2 separate regions of the Mus musculus genome follow, and region 2 is linked to region 1. A link is a contact called in public HiChIP or PLAC-seq data. All regions are on one chromosome and are shown on one strand. The core of a region is the stretch at or near the end of the contact, and the rest is flanking DNA. Distances in the headings are between cores, read along the strand shown. Region 1 overlaps Col28a1 (collagen, type XXVIII, alpha 1). Region 2 overlaps Ica1 (islet cell autoantigen 1).

Region 1 (2,728 bases), core at 161-2,660:
AATGTAACCACATATTTCCCATCATTGCAAATTAGCTACCTAAACAAAACTCTCATTAATAGCCTAGTGGGAAAATAAAGTGTCCCAATTGTTACCCAGAATGCAGCCTTTTATACTCGGTCCTAAAGCATCACTGAAGATAAATGTAATTTCCGTGATAAGTCAGGAGCCTTTAAATATTGGGTTTTTATATTCCAGAGTTTATCATAACATGCTTCATATGTGTGGTGATTTGCCTACATGTATGTCTGTATACCACCACATTCATGCCCGATGCCATTAAAGGCCAGAAGAGGGCATCAAGCACCCCAGAACTGAAGTTAAATTTGGTCATGACCTACCATGCAAGTTCTGGAAATCAAATTTGGGTTCTCTGGAATACCAGCTAGTACACATAATTGCTAAGCGATCTCTCCAGGCCCCACATTGTATCAGTTTTATATTCTATACAAATATGTTGGGCGTGTCATTGAGGCATGCTATGAAATATTATATTTTCTAGTATTCTAGTATTGTATTGAATATAATATCCTCTCTCTCTCTCTCTCTCTCTCTCTCTCTCTCTCACACACACACACACACACACACATACCACTGCTTTAACATGCACAAATATGAAGAGAAATAATCTAGATAATTGAATTTTCCAGATTGCTTATGTTAGACATAAATACTAATCTACTGGATACCAAAATATTTAAGAAACTATATATTATAACTTTTTGAAATATAATAATAAACAACTATTGACCTGTGTTCTTAAGAATGATTCTTTGGATAGTCAAAGGTATTTGATTTGCAAGGTCACTTTATCTAACACATTATTTTCACGTTATAACAAATTTAACAAAGACAAATTTTAAAATTTAACCCAACAGTCACTTACAATTTAGTGTCTATTGCTTTAGCTAACTGCTTTCCTCTCTTTAAATGTAGGCTGGCTGTTCATTGGTACCAAATGTTGGTCATGGTTGAAAAATGTAAGAATGAGATGCCTAGATCATGTGGCTACAGATGGGAGCTCAGACCTCAGTGTATTAAAAAGACACTTGTAGAGGTTCTTAAACACTCAGAGAGCAGTATATGGCTCTCAGGATGGTGTGTGTACCTCAACATGTATGCTTCATAGAAAGATTTTAGAATAAAGATTTCAAGTATGTGTTTTGTTCTAAAATTCTGTTGATAGGGCCCTAAGTACCTTAGGAAATTATCTCCTATGTGGCCTCTGGCAGATACACTGCAGACTACAGCCCACGGGTTGGCCAACCATAGACCACTAACCAGACCCCACTGCCTATTTCTGTTAATATGGTTTTACTGGTCTGCCACAGCCATCGTTTATACATTGTCTGTGGCTATTTTCAGACTACAACAGCGCTGAGTCATTGAAACCGTTATCAATGGCTCATAGATCATAAGTGCCTGCTATTTTGGGAAGTTACAGAAAGAACTGCCAACACATTGAGTAGAGAAAGCAGTAGGAAGCCTGCTTCCCAACTCCAGGTCAAAGGCAGGTCGTTCAGAATGTCTTGTTCTTTGTGTTAACATTATTTTTCTGACAGTGTTTATGGCAATCCTATTAAACCTGGGGTGTTAGACTCTCCTTCTTATCTGTGTTTAGTAAAATAAAGCTGTGAGCCAAGGGTTGCCATAGCTACACTCGGCAATTTAACTTTTGGACCAAAACCAAATGTATGTGGCTTTAGTGCTTATAAACTAAGATAATTTTCTAATTAACATATAGTAATTACGTGGAATGCAAGTCTGCTGATTACTAATTTTATAATTGTAAATTTCATGTGTATGTGCTTTCAGGTTCTGGGGAAATTTGCATATTGTTTTACTCAATAGGGTGAGAGTGGCCAGGAACACACTTAGCTTCTAATGACTTATACTTCGCAGCCATTTTAGACAAAGTATTTTTCCAGTAGTTCAAAAGCTTTTGTTACCTTAGGTCCAGGAAATCCTTCTCCTGGTAGGCCCCGCTCTCCTGGTGCTCCCTCAGGACCACGGGGACCCTGGTTAGGGAAGGACAGAATGTAAAATAGAAGAGAAAGGAAGGAGAATGGGAGTTGGGGGGGTGTAGGCAGAAGAGAATGTTAATTTCAGTTCCCACAGACATGGCGGCATTGAGGTCTCATTTCATTTAGTAAGAATCCTTGGAGTACAATCCATACTGATTAGCTGCAAGTAACAGGATTCTCACTGGGTTCAATATTCCTCCTGTCTGAACAGGAAACAAGCTTCTAGCTGTCTTCAAATAAGAGGAAAATTGAAATAGGTGATACTTCAGAATAAGGGTAAGAAAATACACCCCATGAGAGAAGAAACCCAGGACTGTGTGGTCTGGAGAAAGGCCCAGAGAGATTTACTCATTTGAGTAAATATTGGAAGAGCCCGGGGAAAGCTCTCCATGGGCTCATGGGAAGCATTACCAGTTTCCCTCTGTCTCACTTTGACCTGATACACTTGGTTATTTTTGGAGCTGGATGAATTCAGAGAAAATTTTATGCATAAGTCATATATCTTCACAAGATCACTAAAGGGGGGATATGACATTTAGTCTCCATGGTTTTAAGAAGTCCTTGAGGCTCCTTTCAGGAAGGTACTAGGAGTGGTGAGGACTTCTCACATGGGTAGAAAGAAAACAGTATAAGTGCAGGGCAAAGTGAGATGGCAGAAAACCCACTCACCAAAAACTTAAAAACCAAAAGACAGGGCTTATATC
Region 2 (2,728 bases), core at 136-2,635, 650 kb after region 1:
TTAAAAACCAGAAAACACCAGCTTGTTTCTTTGCCAACACCTGAAAGCAGTGTTCTGGGCCACACGCCATCTGGGTAAGAACAGAGATGTTCTAATTCTAACTTTTGAACCCAAGAGTAATGATGTGGCCCATTCTTACTACTGACCTCTTAAAAATCAAGGTATTGGTGAGGTGCAATAAAATGCAGCTTTGGGATGTTTCATTCTGTGAGTTCAGGCACTTATATTCAAAGCAAACATTTCCATCTTTGAAATAGTCCACTGAGTCCTGGAAGCTATTAAAAAACTAAACTTGAACATAATATTTATATATTAACTTCTCAATGTCTTGTATTTATATATAAGGAGGGTAGAGGTCAATGTTGTATAACTTCCTTTGTGGTAAATCACCCTATTTTAAAATTTGATTTGATTTGTCAATACTATTGTGTGTGTATATGTATGTATGTATGTATGTATGTATGTATGTATGTATGTATGGTGTGTGTGTGTGTGTGTGTGTGTGTGTGTGTGTGTGTATGTGTGTGTGTGTATATGGTGTAACATACTGTGCAGGTGGAGGTCAGAAGAGAACTTGAGGAGTCAGTTCTCCCTAGTGTAGTGGGTTCTGGGGATCACACTAGTGTTGTCAGGCTTGTACAACAAGAATTTCTACTCACATGAGTGCTGGAGATCTAACCTCAGGTCCATGTGTTTATGCACCAGACATTTCCACAGTCCCTAATAAAGCTTTGTATGGGCACTTCGTTTCTGGGCCAGCAGAGTAAATTAGCCTTCTACAGGCCATCCAGTGTAAGAGCACTCCATGACAGCTTGCATATAATTCTCATGTTCTAACTGGTCAACCCACTCTCTCTACGCATCTGTACCTATATTAATGTTTTTGCAACAGAAATCCCTTGGGTAGACAAAACACTAAGTCCAGATCTGCTGGATGCATAGCCTATGACAGCGGATACTTAGATGAAAGCATACTTGCATCAATAAAAGTGCTGCCGCAAGGACCTCCAGATGTTTAAGAGAGTAGTAAATTAAATTAAATATTAAATGACTATGTCTTTAAGACAGGTTCTTGCTGTGAAGCCCAAATGGGTAATCCTCCTGCTTCAACCTCCTGGGATTACAGGACTACCATTATGCCAAGCTTTAATTACTTTTTGGATAAATGTTTGTATTTACTAGATTGTTTACAAAAAACAAACAAACAGCTTCAGCTTCGAATGGCTTAAACTGTATTTACAATACAAATATCAGAAAAGACATTTCCTCTTTCTACCCTGTTCTAAGGTGAACCTCTTCAGAAGCAGCAACCCCATGGCTTCTGTTTCACAATTTCCAGTGGCAGAGAGAAATGGTCGAGAACTGAGACTGTCTGTACTAACATACATAGAGTGAGTATTTACACAGTCATTCAGTTTGAAACTGCGCCTGGGACAGGCTGGGAGCACAGTGGTGAGTAAGAGCTAACTTGGAATTTGACCTCTTTGTGGCAAGGAGGCAGGCAAACAAACTCACACCTGAGACTTTTTCCAAGGACTGCGCATGAGAGGATTTAGCCCCATCTCATAGTGCATTACCCACCAGAGGGGTTTCTGTTGCAGAAATAAGTACGCTATACGAAAGGAAGCCAGGCCATGTGGCAGTGAGCAGCCAGTCTGTGGGTAGACAGCCAGGGACTTTCACCTTTAGGATGTGAGAACTATGAGATCAAGTCAGTCAAGGAAAGATACAGGGCAAAGTGTCCAGGCAGAGCAAGGAAATGGCTTTGACAAGCCTGAACTAGCTGGTTATACCGAGAGATCTGAGAAAAGACCTTAGTGTCTGTAATGTGGTGTGAGTAGTGTAAGAATGGGAGAAAAGAGAAAAGGGAAAAGAAGAGGGAAGAGAAAAGGGAGGGGAGGGCAGGGGAGGGGAGGGGAGGGGAGAGGAGAGGGGAGGAGAGGAGAACCCAGGGGAAGGAGGCAGAGGTCAGGTCTATCAGGAACATTCTGGTACTAGGCTGTCAAGACATGACAAACACTCAGTCAATTCTATGCATTACTGGAATCATATCTAATTTAACCCCCATAGTAGCTGGAACACTTAAGGATTCTTGTTACAAAGGCAACAGTAGCTCAGATCCCATTGTGCAGGGCAGGGCATCTACGGTCTCAAGGCCAGCCCATCTCTCCTAACAAAGCTTTGCAGCTTTCTCTGGATCTGCCTCTGCCCTCAGATTCATAGACACAAAAGGCCATCCTGTATAACTGACAGCTACCCTGTATGTGCTTTGAGCCCTTTGCTAAGGTTTCAAGACTCTTGAGAAGGCTTGGAAATTTTGAGCTTTTAATCGCAGCCTCATTAATGTTCAGCTCATTAACTTTAGCTGCCATAGTAAACTTAGAGACCCTATAGACTATCGTCCATTGACCACACTATTATTCCCAGTGCCCTGTCACTCACAGAACTGATGTTTGCTTTCAAGTTGTAATGAGAACTAAAAGCAAAAATGCTCAGCAAGACAATAATGCAGCAGGCCTTTTATTCATCATACTAACCCAGTAATCAACCTGATATTAAAACACTTGCTACACAGATTAACTAAATATCTGCTTAGTTAATTCATTCTAGAATTTTCCATGGCTTAGTACCAGTATTTCTAGAATCTACCTTACAGGTCATTTTGTTTGCTGTTAACTAAACATTTGCCTGGCTTGAGTGTTCAACTGTGGTTTCTGAAATGTAATGA

The links. HiChIP or PLAC-seq counts read pairs in DNA pulled down with a chosen protein or histone mark.
Region 2: an HNF4G HiChIP or PLAC-seq map of pancreatic cancer cells shows a contact between it and region 1. The contact joins two enhancer-like sites. A contact is called at or near these places in 3 of 484 Hi-C or Micro-C datasets (extraembryonic endoderm stem cells, liver and reprogramming fibroblasts), 1 of 115 datasets of contacts at active chromatin or transcription factors (pancreatic cancer cells) and 1 of 9 other capture datasets (macrophages).

The regions. Positions count from the first base shown.
Region 1 is chr6:8,104,646-8,107,373 of GRCm38.p6, forward strand. Col28a1 (collagen, type XXVIII, alpha 1) reads right to left here. Exons shown (of 35, transcript NM_001037865.1): 14 at 1,950-2,018. Among named protein-coding and RNA genes, the nearest start is that of Col28a1, 87 kb to the right of the region's middle. Within about 2 kb of position 1,411, at least 41 of the 459 cell types and tissues checked have an H3K27ac peak or open chromatin away from gene starts, as enhancers often do. A contact at or near this core is called in pancreatic cancer cells, where this site is marked.
Region 2 is chr6:8,751,641-8,754,368 of GRCm38.p6, forward strand. The region is part of intron 3 of Ica1 (islet cell autoantigen 1); the gene reads right to left. Among named protein-coding and RNA genes, the nearest start is that of Ica1, 25 kb to the right of the region's middle. Within about 2 kb of position 1,386, at least 46 of the 459 cell types and tissues checked have an H3K27ac peak or open chromatin away from gene starts, as enhancers often do. A contact at or near this core is called in pancreatic cancer cells, where this site is marked.